Linked DNA regions of Pan troglodytes: region 1 is linked to region 2. A link is a contact called in public Hi-C data. All regions are on one chromosome and are shown on one strand. The core of a region is the stretch at or near the end of the contact, and the rest is flanking DNA. Distances in the headings are between cores, read along the strand shown.

The links. Hi-C and Micro-C count contacts between places; a contact is called where the count stands out from the background.
Region 1: a Hi-C map of induced pluripotent stem cells shows a contact between it and region 2, with 2.7 times the contacts expected there. The contact joins the promoter of LUC7L here to the enhancer-like site in region 2. A contact is called at or near these places in 2 of 7 Hi-C or Micro-C datasets (both in induced pluripotent stem cells).

The regions. Positions count from the first base shown.
Region 1 is chr18:2,560,659-2,568,164 of NHGRI_mPanTro3-v2.0_pri, forward strand. LUC7L (LUC7 like) reads right to left here and starts at 3,707. Exons shown (of 10, transcript XM_523246.8): 1 at 3,476-3,707; 2 at 1,440-1,534. The coding sequence starts at 3,536. LOC100608743 (renal cancer differentiation gene 1 protein-like) reads left to right here and starts at 5,329. Exons shown (of 1, transcript XM_054668108.1): 1 at 5,329-5,933. The coding sequence starts at 5,335. The coding sequence ends at 5,640.
Region 2 is chr18:2,516,771-2,524,136 of NHGRI_mPanTro3-v2.0_pri, forward strand. It overlaps HBQ1 (hemoglobin subunit theta 1), which reads left to right. Exons shown (of 3, transcript XM_016928975.3): 3 at 1-86. The coding sequence ends at 15. It overlaps LUC7L (LUC7 like), which reads right to left. Exons shown (of 10, transcript XM_523246.8): 10 at 7,218-7,366. Among named protein-coding and RNA genes, the nearest start is that of HBQ1, 4.3 kb to the left of the region's middle. Within about 2 kb of position 4,746, at least 4 of the 24 cell types and tissues checked have an H3K27ac peak or open chromatin away from gene starts, as enhancers often do. A contact at or near this core is called in induced pluripotent stem cells, where this site is marked.

The sequences.
Region 1 (7,506 bases), core at 2,457-4,956, 43 kb after region 2:
TGTCTCAAAAAAAAAAAAAAAGAAAAGAAATACTCTCACTCAGATTATTTTTCTCACCAGTATTCTGCAGCTATGCTACACAGGGTCTGGCCAAGGAAAACATGGTTGAAATCTTCCCGAGAGTGCACATCTATCGGCTCCCTCTGACTTCCTTCACTATGGGTTTATCAAGAATTCCAAGTTGTGCATCCTATGAAAATACCCTACAGTGAAACTTCCTTTGACGAGTTGAAATCATTAATCTGTATTGACCTCAGTACCCACAACAATCTGCAGCAAACAGTAACGTTTTCCCATCCCAGGCCAAACAGCAGACAACACCCCAAGCAACAGAGGCACAAGGTTTGGCATTCATTTCGCATTTGCTGTCAGAAAAGTCAGCTTGAGAAGTTTGAATACATCTGAGCGGTTTTCCAGAAGGTGCTCCTCCCTAATATAAGCAATGATTCATCATGAAGAAAACTTCCTTTAACATATGCACATTTCATCCTTAAAATGAGAGGATAGTTTTTAACCTCCGTGAGGTAGCTGTGAAACCTTAAAATGGGGGTGGTCTCTACAGGACTCCTTTTCTCCCAGTGGCGTAATCACCACAGATAACCTTCCACTATTCAGTCTTTTCAAATTCTTACTTCGAATAAATGCACATTATACAAAGCTAGCGTTTATCTGTTTTGTTCATCTGAAGTGAACTTAAAATTGTAGGGTTCTATATTCATTAGATAGCATGTTGATTTCTTGAAAGGGTGGCACAACACAAAACTACAAAATCAATGTATCCTCAACTGATTTTTAAAAACCAAAAAACTGCGGGAAGAAAATATACCTTGCTACATCAAAAGTTTTCCACACAACCAACTTGAGGTCAAACAAACCCACGCAGAATCTTCAAAGAACTTCAGGCTGACCTAAAGCATATTTTTTGCTACAGCCAAATTAGAATACTTGCCCTATTTAGTTGTGAATATCTCAGTATAAATGACTTTACAAAAAAATCTGGTAACTTTACAGACAGAATTTTACAACAGTGAAATTTGTTCCATAATATAAAATCCTACCAAATGAATAGAATCTATCATTTTAAGGGCATCAGGGATTTCTGCCTGTTGAAGAGTGGAGGATTGAGAAAGGAGCAGTGGCTCATGCCTGCAGTACCAGCTGCTCAAGAGGCTGAGGTGGTAGGATCGCTGGAGCCCAGGAGTTCGAGGCTGCAGTGAGCTGTGATCACACCATTGCACTTCAGCCTGGGCAACACAGAGTGAGACTCCATCGCATGCATGCATGCAAACATACATACAAGTGGAGGAACACCTGCCGTAATTCAGCCACTTAGAGAAAAAGAGACTTAAGTTAAAACAAAATTCAACATAGAAAAACCGTCACTGCCTATACAGCACTCATGTCAGAGTGTTCCATGAGGTCTCCCAAAATGCACCTACCGTCCCAGCCAGGATGTCATGGGGGCAGCAGTCCAGAAGGTGACTCTTGCAGACACGGTCATCTGTAAACTTGACCCTCTGTCTGGTTTCGTCTCCTGAAATTCATTTGTGGTTTTAAATAAGACAATATTATCACATTAACCACAAAAAAAAACTAGTATAACAATTCACCTGGATGATTTGCAGACTATCATTTCTGTGTTCTCCCCATCAAATACAATGAAAAGCTGATCTAAAGATATTTACAACTGGAGTGGAATACACATTTTTTTGAGGCTAGTTATATCATGGAGAATCACACTTAATGAGATCTGACTCCATCATTGTACCAAAGAAGTCAAGGAGTCAGACGTAAACAGCTGAGCACCAAAAGGCCATTGGCTCCACATATACATGTGGCAATGAGACTGCAAAACCCAAGCTAATCAGAGGTCCATGAACCACCAAGGGTCACTTATAGAGCTGGTAATTTCCACCAACAAAAGCTACTTATTAATCTAATCTTTTTGTTATGAACAAATGCAGAGGCAGTATTTTGCCCAAAATTGAATGAAGAAGAAAGCTTTCAAACTCTATCGAAGACTGTTAAATAATCTAGATCTATTCTTCCTACGTCCCCTTCGTTCCCACCCTTAAAAAAGAGAGTTGCTACCTGGGAGTCACTTTTAACAAGACAATACCAAAAAAAGCAAAAAAGGAACTAGGTTAGTCAATACACACTGTGAGCTCCAACACATACTGTACCCATCTGCATTCTTCAAGACCTCAGCTGCAGAATTTTATGCCCGCTGTTGAAAAGTGTTAAAGGAAAAGTTTTCTTGCCCACACCTGCAGTAAGGAAGTCGGGGGAATGATACATAAAAGTAAAGGTAAAGTGGTATGTGACAAATTTTAAAGCTAGTCTGTGTATACAACACAGAGCTGTGCAACGCTAGAGGAGGAATATATTTTAGGATTTGCAAGCATCCAGGATTAATGTAGTGTCTTTTTATTGAAAATGTTTTCTTTCTAAACTACACTTTTAAAGTTACTTGTGAAAAAAAGCAAACACTTTTTTGTTATAACAGCTTAGAAATTGGTTGTGACTCACGGCTCGATGAACATGAGGCTTTCTGCAACTCCCTTGCAGATTGATGTAGGCAGGCAAAGATACACTGAACCTTTATAAATAAAATAGAGGGGCCACAATTGTTCAGTTTGTATGAAATAAAAATATGGGAAGCAATTCAAAAGCAACTCAATATACAAAGAAAGCTAAAAAGCACTTATTCACCTATGAAATAAAGTGCAAATAATCTGCACAGCCCTGAGAATGTGCCAGTGTGAACTTACAACTTCATTACTCAGCAGAAAAGAAAACACAAACCACAGCAGGTATATAGTTTTGCAAAGATGCAACCGCTTTCTCCTGTGACAACCATCATGATCTTGAGCTCCTCCCTACACAGTACAACCTACCTAACGACTGTCAAGCGCTGGCTACACAGAGGCTCTCCTGTGTGCTGGGGGGAAGGGGGCAGCTGGAAAAGTACTTGGCAGAAACCCACGTTAGAAAAGCTCAGTTTACGGCTCCCCTTGCAATGGTACAGAACCAGAGCGGGCCAGGTTTTCGAGGCCCATCCGGCTCCCTCGGGTGTAGCTTCTTCCCAAGGAGCCTCGGAAGAGTTCTGCCACCCGGCTGCCAGCGACCTGGAGCCCACGCTGATTCCAGCCCTCCGCCGACTCCACAGTTCGCGGAGGGGCACGGAGCCGCGGCGCCCGCCGGGGAGGAAGTAGCAGGACGGTACATAGGAAGGAGGCTGAAGCCCCATCCATGGCGCAGACTCCGAGAGAGGAGCCCGACCTGGACCCACGGCCGCCTCAGAGACGAACCGGCTTAGACAAAGGCCCGGCGCCTGCGGTCGGCGCGCGGGGGAGGAGGAGCGATGCCCCGCGCAGGCGCAGGCGCAGACGATGGCGGCCCCCGCCTCAGGCCGCCCGGCGGCCTCGCCTCACTCCCACCCCAGACCCTCGCCTGGTTGGCCGCTCTGACTCACCGTCCCGAGCCGTGCCCATGAGCTGGTCCAGCAGGGCCCGCATCTGCGCCTGGGCGGACATGGTAGCCGGCGGAGGCGACGGGGTCGGCCGCGACGACTTCTCTCAGGCAGGCGGTGGCAGCGGCGTCGACAAACGATGGTCGCGTCGGCCTCGAGCCCACTCGGCTCTTTCCCGCCGCGGGGGACGCCGGGAGGAAGTACGACGGCGCCGGCGCACGCCCTGCTGGGAAATGTAGTTTCTGGGGTGGGTGCTTAGGGAGGCTGAGGCTCTGAGTGGTCGCCAAGTTGTCCAACGGCGGAACCAAAATCCCAACCCTGATTTTCCTCTAGACCCCCAGGACCTCAAACGAGTCTCTACGGAGGGTAAACTACAATAAAATGAAATACAGTCAATCAAAAACAAGATGAATCCGTGCTTTTTCTAAGCTAGCCATGAAACCGTGAGCATATTATTTAGCTCCCCGACGCTCGTTTTTTTAAATCTGTGAAATGAGGGTTCTAAAGGTGCCCCTCATATGATTTTTGTGAAAGTTAAATAAAGCATGGAATTTTATTTATTTATTTATTTATTTAGAGCGAGGGTCTTGCTCCGTCGCCCAGGCTGGAATGCAGTGGCGCGATTACCGCTCACTGCAGCCTCGACCTCCCCGGCTCCTTATCCTCCCGCCTCAGCCCGACAAAGTATTGGGATTACTGGTGTGAACCACCACGTTTGGCCATCAGTCATGGCATTAATATTAGGTTCTATGATTACAACCTCGTGGTCGTCCTTCTGTGAGCTCATGGTCTACTGTCCCAGGGACTAAAAAAAAGGCATATGTAAGCAATTATTTTATGTGATAATAGAATTATAGCATGCACTTATGTGTGCATAGTCTGGCATATACTTCTATTATATTAAACCTCTATTATTTATTTATTTATTTTTGAGACAGAGTTTCGCCCAGGCTAGAGTGCAATGGCGCGATCTTGGCTCTCCGCAACCTCCGCCTCCTGGGTTCAAGCGATTCTCCTGCCTCAACCTCCCAAAGTGCTGGGATTACAGGCATGAGCCACCACGCCTGGTCTTTATTTTTTATTTGTTTATTTATTTATTTATTTTTGAGACGGAGTCTTGCTCTGTCACCCAGGCTGGAATGCTGTGGCGCGATCTCGGCTCACTGTAAGCTCAGCCTCCCGGGTTGAAGCGATTCTCCTGCCTCAGTCTCCCCAGTAGCTGGAATTTCAGGCGCCCGCCACCCCCTCCGGCTAATTTTTGAATGTTAAGTAGAGACGGGGTTTCACCATGCTGGCCAGGCTGGTCTCAAAGTCTTGACCTCAAGTAGCCAGCCACCATGCCCAGCTGATTTTTGTATTTTCGGTAGACACGGTGTTGTACCGTATTGGCCAGGCTGGTCTTGAACTTCTGACCTTGTGATCTGCCTGCCTCGGCCTCCCAAAGTGCTGAGATTACAGGCGTGAGCCACCGCGCCCTGCTGTATTTTATTTATTTTTGAGACGGAGTCTCCTTCTGTCGCCCAGCCTGGAGTGCAGTGGCGCGATCTCGGCTTCCTGCATCCTCTGACTCCTGGGTTCACGCGATTCTCCTGCCTCAGTCTCCCCAGTAGCTGGGATTACAGGCACCCACCATCATTCCCGACTAACTTTTTTTTTGTACTTTTGCAGAGACGGGGTTTCGCCATGTTGGCCAGGCTGGTCTTAAACTCCTAACCTCAGGTGATCCGCCCATCTCAGCCTCCCAAAGTCCTGGGATTACAGCTGTGAGCCAGAACGCCAGGCCCCTGCTCTCTATTTAAAATAAATAAATAGGGTGTCCGTTGGGCTGCTCGGGTCGGATTCCGCGGTGACAGCCCTTCCCCATGGCCGACCCTGAGAAGTTGCAGGTTTCTTCGCCGCCCCCGCCGCCTCGTTCTTCTCCCTCCTCTTCAGACGCCTCTGCAGCATCTTCCCCTGGCAGCCCAGTGAGTTTGGGCTGGCCAGTTCCGAGCAGGAGCAGCGGCCGAACGGTGGACCCGCTGGAGGAAGTGGAGCTGCAGATCGGAGACGCAGCCTTTTCATTAACCAAACTTCTTGAAGCCACATCTGCAGTATCAGCTCAAGTGGAAGAACTTGCCTTCAAATGTACAGAAAAGGCACGTTTCCTTAAAACGTGGCAGGCCTCTTGAAAGAAGGCTATGATTCTTTGAAACCTGATGACTAATTTGGCATACTTCGCTGTTTAATAATGACTGCAATAATTCATACTTCTTCTTATGTCATATTTGTACGTGTACCACACGTATAGGATGACCTCTGTCCAGCAGTTCTGTATATACTCAGAATGAATTTTTTATTGGTTTTCTTGGCTTTTCTGAAAGCAGAATACTGATGCTATTTTTGTTGCAGCCCAGTACTTGTTTGTCCTTACATACTTTATGCCTCTGAACTTTCGTAGAATCCTTTATGAAAGTTAACTTCATCAATAGATGGTTAATATTAATAGAGCCACAGGGCTACCAGTAGCAAACTAGGTGGACCATTATTTGTTTTGAAACAAGATGCTAAGCATGGCAGAGTTTGAAGTTGCATTTCATCTTAAGGTCCAAGGGAGGTAACTTTAAGGTTGCCAGTGGTGGATCCAGCTCCATTAGGCTACGTTGTCTACAGCTAATGATTGTGCTTCATTCTGTATCCCCAGCACCTAAAACAGGGTCACACAACACTCACTGTTGGTTGAATACAAGAATTAACAAACATAAAAATAAATAAATAAATATAGGCCGGGTGTGGTGGCATGTGCCTCTAGTGCCAGCCACTCAGGAAGCTGAGGTTGGAGGATGGATTGAGCCTGGGTGGTTGAGGTTGCAATAAGCTGTGATCACACCACCACATGGCAGCCTGGGCAAAAGAACGAGACCCTGTCTTGGCCAGGCACGGTGGCTCACACCTGTGATCCCAGCACTTTGGGAGGCCAAAAAAAAAAAAAAAAGAATGAGACCCTGTCTCAAAAATGAAATTAAAACTTAAAAAACATGCCAGGCTGGGGGCAGTGGCTCATGCCTGTAATCCCAGCACTTTGGGAGGCCGAGGCAGGCGGATCACCTGAGGTCAGGAGTTTGAGGCCAGACTGACCAACATGGAGAAACCCCATCTCTACTAAAAATACAAAATTAGCCAGGCGTGGTGACGCATGCCTGTAATCCCAGCTACTCGTGAGGCTGAGGGAGGAGAATTGCTTGAACCTGGGAGGCAGAGGTTGCGGTGAGCCGAGACTGCATCATTGCACTCCAGCCTGGGCAACAAAAGCAAAACTCCCTCTCCCCCCCGCTAAAAAAAGGCCGATCACAGTGGCTCACGCCTGTAATGCCAACACTTTGGGAGGCCGAGGTGGGTGGATCACAAGGTCAGGAGTTCAAGACCAGCCTGGCCAACATGGTGAAATCCTGTCTCTACTAAAAATACAAAAAAACTAGCCTGGTGTGGTGGCACACGCCTGTAGTTCCAGCTACTCAGGAGGCTGAGGCAGGAGAATCACTTGAACCCAGGAAGCGGAGGTTGCAGTGAGCCAAGATTGTGCCGCTGCACTCCACACTCCAGCCTGGGCAATAGAGGGAGACTCCGTCTCAAAAAAAAAAAAAAAAAAAAAAAAAAAAAAAACAGGCCAGGAGTGGTCTATTTTGACACTCCACCTCAAAAAAATTAAATTAATTAATTAAAAAATAAAATTTAAATTTTAAAAAATCATTTCACAAATGATAATTTAATATGATTGCTGCCCTGGAAGGGGGTAAAAAGACTTACTCTAAGAATACAACAAAGACTGTTCATGGGCTAGAAGCATCAAAAGTCCAGACACGGTTAGACAAGTTTTGTTTTCATTTATTTTGAGACAGAGTCTCACTCTGTCGCCCAGGCTGGAGTGCAGTGGCGCGATCTCAGCTCACTGCAAGCTCCGCCTCCGAGGTTCACACCATTCTCCTGCCTCAGCCTCCCAAGTAGCTGGGACTATAGGCGCCCGCCACCACGCCTGGCTAATTTTCTTGTATTTTTAA
Region 2 (7,366 bases), core at 3,496-5,995:
TCCGAGTACCGCTGAACTGTGGGTGGGTGGCCGCGGGACCCCCAGGAGACCTTCCCCGTGTTTGAGTAAAGCCTCCCCAAGAAGCAGCCTTCTTGCCGTGCTCTCTCGAGGGCAGGACGCGAGAGGAAGGCGCCGCCCCTCCCCAAGGAAAGGCGAGGGCCTGGGGCGCACCCCCAGTGCCCAGATCCAGGCGCGCCTCTTTCCACCCCCAGCAGGTTTGGGGCCTCGGCCACCGGGGCACCGAACTGCGTGCGGCCTGACCCTCCCGAATGGGGTGGTAGGTGGGGGCCGCGGGACGCCCCAGGCGGCGGGCTGCGAGGACGGCCGACTCTGCCCATCCCGAGGGCGGCTGGCTTCGCCCTCCCCACTCTGCGCCAAGCACGCGGCCCGTACCCACAGCGGGAACTCCGCACCTGCAGCCTGAACGCGCGCGGGCGGCGTTAAGGGCCCGGGGCTGACTCGGAGCAGGTTAGGGAACAGCGCCCCCTCCCGGCGCGAGCCGGTACCTGCGCAGCGCCCAGCCGCCGCGGCTGTGGCCTGGAATTGGGGACCTGGGGTGCCGGGGGGTTGTGGTGAAGGAGGTGGGACCAGCCCCAGCACCTAGCCACGTAGCTGGCGAGGTGGACCAGGAGCCGACCCAGACCCCTGCCGTCACCCGACACCACTACGGAGAGTGAAGCTTTTTTATATTTGTCCACATAAAACCAGTCATGGTCATTGTAGAACTTCCGAAAACAAGGCTTGCTGCACCTTCCTGTGTATCCCAGGTCCAGGAATGGGTGCAGCACATCCTTCAGCTGCCGCCTGACACGCGGCAAACTGTGTCATGTGTAAACAAGAACAGGACATGGCTGTCACATCCAAGAGCACATGTGTAACACAGACATGCCACACACACACACACGGGGCAGAGGCAGGCCCCATCCAGACCCCTAACATTTAATGCGTAGCTGTTCCAGTCTTCTAGGCACATGTAGAGATGCTTTTCCTCAGAAATGGTATTCTCAAGGTGACACTGAGGAAAAGTGGACAGGCCGGGCGTGGTGGCTCACGCCTGTAATCCCAGCACTCCGGGAGGCCGAGGCGGGCGGATCACGAGGTCAGGAGATCGAGACCATCCTGGCTAACACAGTGAAACCCCGTCTCTACTAAAAATACAAAAAAATAGCTGGGCGTGGTGGCGGGCGCCTGCATTCCCAGCTACGCGGGAGGCTGAGGCAGGAGAATGGCGTGAACCCGGGAGGCGGAGCCTGCAGTGAGCCAAGATTGCGCCACTGCACTCCAGCCTGGGGGACAGAGTGAGACTCCGTCTCAGAAAAAAAAAAAAAATTAGCTGGGTGTGGTGGCGGGCGCCTGTAATCCCAACTTCAGGAGGCTGAGGCAGGAGGATGGCTTGAACCCGGGAGGCGGAGGTTGCGGTGAGCCGAGATCACACCATTGCACTCCAGCCTGAGCAATAGAGCGAGACTGCGCCTCAAAAAAAAAAAAGGAGGAGGGGGCGGGGGGAAGAGCCAGAGAAAATATTTGCTACATGTGGCAGATAAAGGTTATTATCTCTACTACATTAGATCTCCGGGCGGGGCATGGTGGCTCACGCCTGTAATCCCAACACTTTGGGAAGCAGAGGCGGGTAGATCACCTGAGGTCAGGAGTTTGAGACCAGCCTGGCCAACATGGTGAAACACCGTCTCTACTAAAAATACAAAAATTAGCCAGGCATGGTGGCGGGCACCTGTAGTCCCAGCTGTTCGGGAGGCTGAGGCAGGAGAATCACTTAAACCAGGGAGGCGGAGGTTGCAGTGAGCTGAGATCGAGCCACTGCACTCCAGCCTGGGCGACAGACCGAGACTCTGTCTCAAAAAAAAAGACCGGGCACGGTGGCTCACACCTGTAATCCCACCACTTTGGGAGGCTGAGGCGGGCTGATCACGATGTCAGGAGATCTAGACCATCCTGGCCAACATGTTGAAACCCCGTTTCTACTAAAAATATAAAAACTAACTGGGTGTGGTGGTGCATGCTTGTACTCCCAGCTACTCGGGAGGCTGAGGCAGGAGATCACTTGAACCAGAGTCGGAGGTTGGAGTGAGCTGAGATTGCACCACTGCACTCCTGCCTTGTGACGGAGCGAGACTGTCTCAAACAAAAAAAAGAAAAAATCTGGCCCCTAGCCCACCCGTGAGCCCCCCTCTTGGATCCACGTTCTAGTTTCTGTCCTTGGGGTAGCTCGAGTCAGTCTCACCTCAATCATCCTGTGTGCTCCCAGAGCACAGGACCTGCAGCTGCTGCAACTTTGCACACAGGAGCAAGCACTTGGAGCCCAGGAGGCTCAGGGGCCCTGAGGAAGCACCAGGCTCTCAGACTCCTGTAACTAGGTGTGGACACCCTCCTGGGATTACATCTGGAGCATCACTGAAAGTGAAAGAGCCAGACCCCATCCTCCCTGGAGATGTGGAGGTTGGAGGGAGCTGGCCCTGGCTCAAGGGCTCAGCCCACTTGGTACAGAACCCACCCAGAGGTGCAGATCCAAGGGAGCAGGGGAGCAGCTGTGGGCCCTCCACACTGTTGGGGAGACTCATATGCCCACTCAAGTCCAGGGGAATTTGCACTTTTTTTTTTTTTTTTTTTTTTGAGATGGAGTCTTGCTCTGTCACCCAGGCTGGAGTGCAGTCGTGAAATCTCAACTCGCTGCAATCTCCACCTCCCGGGTTCAAGCGAATCTCCTGCCTCGGCCTCCTGAGTAGCTGGGATTACAGGTGCCCGCCACGCCTGGCTCATTTTTATATTTTTTTAGTAGAGACGGGGTTTCACCATGTTGGCCAGGATGGTCTCAATTTCTTAACCTCGTGATCCACCTGCCTTGGCCTCCCAAAGTGCTGGGACTGCAGATGTAAGCCACCACGCCTGGCCATACTCTGCCTTTTCAAAGCCACCCCTACACAGGTGGTGGTGAAGGCTGCACAACAATGTAGATACACGTCATGCCACTGAACTGTGCACTGAAAAACTGTTATATAACAGCACGTTTTGTGTGCACTTTACTATAGTAAAAAATGTTCCATCCTGGCCGGGCGCGGTGCCTTATGCCTATAATCCCAGCACTTTGGGAGGCCGAGGCGGGCAAATCATAAGGTCACGAGATTGAGACCATCCTGGCTAACACAGTAAAACCCCGTCTCTACTAAAAAAACACACAAAAAATTAGCCAGGCGTGATGGCGGGCGCCTGTAGTCCCAGCTACTCGGGAGGCTGAGGCAGGAGAATGGCATGAACCAGGGAGGCGGAGCTTGCAGTGAGCTGAGATCGCGCCACTGCATTCCAGCCTGGGAGACAGAGCGAGACTCTGTCTCAAAAAAAAAAAAAAAAAGAAAAGTTCCATCCTGGCCAACGTGGCTCTGACTCCAGGCTGCCACCCCTCCCCCAAAGGATGCCACCCCAGATAGGGGTCCTCAGCCTGCTCCAGCACCTGCCTGTCCTATGACGGCTGCACACTGGGGTAGGAAACGGCCTCCGCATCCTCCTCTCCTCCCCCCAGGACTACCCTTAACCTACTGAGGGCTTCGGTCAAGGCCCACACGCTCCCCAAGCCCAAGGGGACCCTGTGCAGGAGGCAAAGGTGGCACCAGGCACAGCCCGTCCAGCTAGTTTGGCGTCGACAGCACCCACCAAACAAAGCCATTTACCTTTTAAAAAATCACTGCCAGCTGTGGTGACACACCTGTAATCCTAGTGCTTTGAGAGGCTGAGGTGGGAAGACTGCTTGAGCCCAGGAGTTCCCAAGAATATCCTGAGCAACATAGTGAGACCTGTCTCTACAAAAACATAAAAAATTAGCCAAGTGCGGTAGTGCACGCCTATGTCCCAGCTACTTGGAGGCTGGGGCAGGAGGAACACTTGAGTCCAGGAGTTCAAGGCTGCAGTAAGCCATGACTACACCACTGCACTCCAGCATGGGTGACAAAGCAAGCATCGTCTCAAAAAAAATAAATAAATAATTTTGGCCAGGCGCAGTGGCTTACGCCTGTGATCCCAGCACTTTGGGAGGTCAAGGCGGGTGGATCACGAGGTCAGGAGTCCAAGACCAGCCTGGCCAAGATGGTGAAACCTTGTCTCTACTAAAAATACAAAAATTAGCAAGGCATGGTGGCGGGCCCCTGTATTCCCAGCTAGTCGGGAGGCTGAGGCAGAGGTTGCAGTGAGCCGAGACTGCATCACCGCACTCTAGCCTAGGAGACAGAGCGAGACTCCGTCTCAAAAAAAAAAAAAATTTTTTTTTTAATCGCCAAATGTTCTGGAGAGGCCCCCTTCTCTTCTGTTCTCCTCCAACCTGGGCTGCAGGCCAAGGTGGTCCCTGTGGGTGGAGACAAGGGCCTGTTCCACCTGACACTACAGACTCCTTCACATGGGAGGGATACACTTCCAGACCCATATATCTCCCAGTAGCCATCTTCGGCGAGATTTACTGGTACTGCAGTGGAAAGGAAGGACTCGCTGTACTGGGTGAAAAAAGTGAAAACATGGGTCTCCTATCGCAGACTCTGACAGCAGAACCTGGTGTGGGTTATTTGGGAGGAGGCAGGGAGGAGGGAGAAAGGAAGAGCTGTTGTGGGTGCTATCAGCAAAACTGCACCGGGGGCATGAAGCTCCGTTTGGTCAGCACCACCTGGCAGGTGCACCAAAAGCCCACCCGACTGTCCCTGCACGGTAGAGAGGCAGGAGCGCCTCTCCCGCACGGATGGTGCCCCGCACGGCTGCACCGTCCCTGCACCATAGAGAGGCAGGAGCGCCTCTCCCTGCACGGATGGTGCCCCGGAGGCTACCAGGGACGGCCAAGGACACTGATGCTGCATCCCAGGAGGACCTGTCCTTCAGCTGTAATCAGCAGATACAGGGGACAGGATGTGAGTACTGAAGGCCAGGGGTACAGCACCTTTTCTGTAAACCCCACACCCTGACCCCCCCCCCAAAAAAGCAAAAAACAACAATTTGTCTACACATACAAATTTATGCCCAGATGGAAAAAGATCCAAATGATTCACAGTGGTGATGGCTCTGAGGGTGACGCTGTCTGCTTAAGGCCCAGGGAAACCCAGAGTGCAAACCCACACTCATCACCCAGGCAGCCACAGCTATGAACACAACGTGGGCTTGGGAACAGGGAGCCCAGACCCAACCACTCCCTCCTAGAAGACGAAGAGGAAAGCACATGTGCTGAACAAGTACCCCGAGTCCCACCTGCAGGAAAAGGTGCAGGTAAGGAATACTGACACGGGAGGAATACAGACACGGGAGGAACAGCGACACGGGGGGGAGGAACAGCGACACGGGGGGGAGGAACAGCGACACGGGAGGGAGGAACAGCGACACGGGAGGGAGGAACAGCGACACGGGGGGAACAGCGTCACGGGGGGAACAGCGACACGGGGGGAACAGCGACACGGGGGGAACAACAACACGGGGGGAATACCAACACGGGAGGAACAGCGACATGCAGGGAATACCGACATGGGTGATGCCTGCAAAGCACAGCATCAATCCCAAGTGACTCCTGTACAGGGCGGCCCCTTCCACCCTCCTTTCCTTGGAGACAGTTGGCTGGGCTAGACCTGTGTCACAGGCTGGCAGAGCAGCCCACCTACCCATCTGTCCTCCTGGAGGGGACAGCCTGTGGCAGGAGAGCCCAGAGCAGGGCCACCAGCTACACTGTGATACCGGTGGCAAAAAGACCCAGACCACGGCGCCTGTGTGTGCCCACTGAGCCAGCCAGCTCAAGGGTGGCATCTGTACCCCTGCAGAAATAGAGCGGATGAGGATGGCTATGTGTTAACAATGTGAACCTCAGGAATTCCCTCCAAAAAATCTCCCACGAAGTGAAAAAGGGAAGGAGCTCCCATCATCTACACATTAGCTAGCAGTTATCCTTTTCAGAAGGGCTTCATTTTGGGTTTTTGGGGGGTTTTTTGAGACAGAGTCTTGCTGTCGTCCAGGCTGGATGCAATCTCGGTTCCCTGCAACCTCTGGCTCCCGGGTTCAAGCGATTCTCCTGTCTCAGCCTCTCAAGTAGCTGTGATTACAGGTGTCCGCCACCACGCCCAGCTAATTTTTGTATATTGGTAGAGACACGGTTTCACCATGTTGGCCAGGCTGGTCTCGAACTCCTGACCTCAGGTTATCTGCCTCCCAAAGTGCTGGGATTACAAGCGTGAGCCACCACGTCCCCCTTTACTTTGGTCTTAAAGTACCTGCCTGATGTACAGCAGGTATGTTAGAAAGAACTGAAAGGTGTTGGCCAGGAGCGGTGGCTCACGCCTGTAATCCTAGCACTTTGGGAGGCCGAGGCGGGCAGATCCCGAGGTCAGGAGATCGAGACCATCCTGGCTAACAAGGTGAAACCCCGTTTCTACTAAAAATACAAAAAATTAGCCAGGCGAGGTGGCAGGCACCTGTAGTCCCAGCTACTCTGGAGGCTGAGGCAGGAGAATGGCGTGAACCCGGGAGGCGGAACCTGCAGTGAGCTGAGATCACGCCACTGCACTCCAGCCTGGGCGACAGAGTGAGACTCCGTCTCAAAAAAAAAAAAAAAAAGAAAGAACTGAGAGGTGGGAAACATAATCAGCCCACATGGGACATGAGTCAAACCATCTTTTTTTTTTTTTTTTTTTTTTTTTTTTTTTTTTTTTGAGACAGGGCTTTCTTGTCACCCAGGCTGGAGTGCAGTGGCGGAATCAAGGTTTGCCTCAGTGTCCTAGGCTCAACAGATCCTCCTGCCTCAGCCTTCTTAGTAGTAGCTGGGACTACAGGCATGTGTCACCATGCCCAGCCCCATGGGTCTTTGTTTTCTGCTAGTAACTTCAAAAGGGGACATGCAGTGTAACTCACCTGAGTCCCAAGTTAAGGCTATGGTAGCAGCTGAGCAGACAAGACAGCTTTTCCTAAATAACTGAATGCAGAATGGGGATCCCTCCCTCCTCCCCATGGGAGATGGGCAGCTCAGACACTCAGAAGGTTGTGTGGGAGCGAGCAAACAAACACCCATGCACACCTGGGTCCCGTCAGTCAGGTGCAGGGGACAGGAAGTGCCCTGCCATCTACTGGATGCCAGAAGACAAGACGTGGCCCACGAGTAAGTCACGGTTTCTGTGAGGTGCTGGTGGCACTGGCACAGGGTCACAGTGAAAAGCCTCTACGCAGAGGACAGCAGAAACCCCACCGCAGCCTCAGGAGGCAGCATCAGATTTATTTATTCCTACTCAACATGACCCCGGAACACAGGAGCAACTCTGTACACTTCTAGAAACTCACAGCTAGCTCCAAAACAATAGAAATTTTAAACTACAAAAGATGAGTTGTATTCAGCAAATATAAA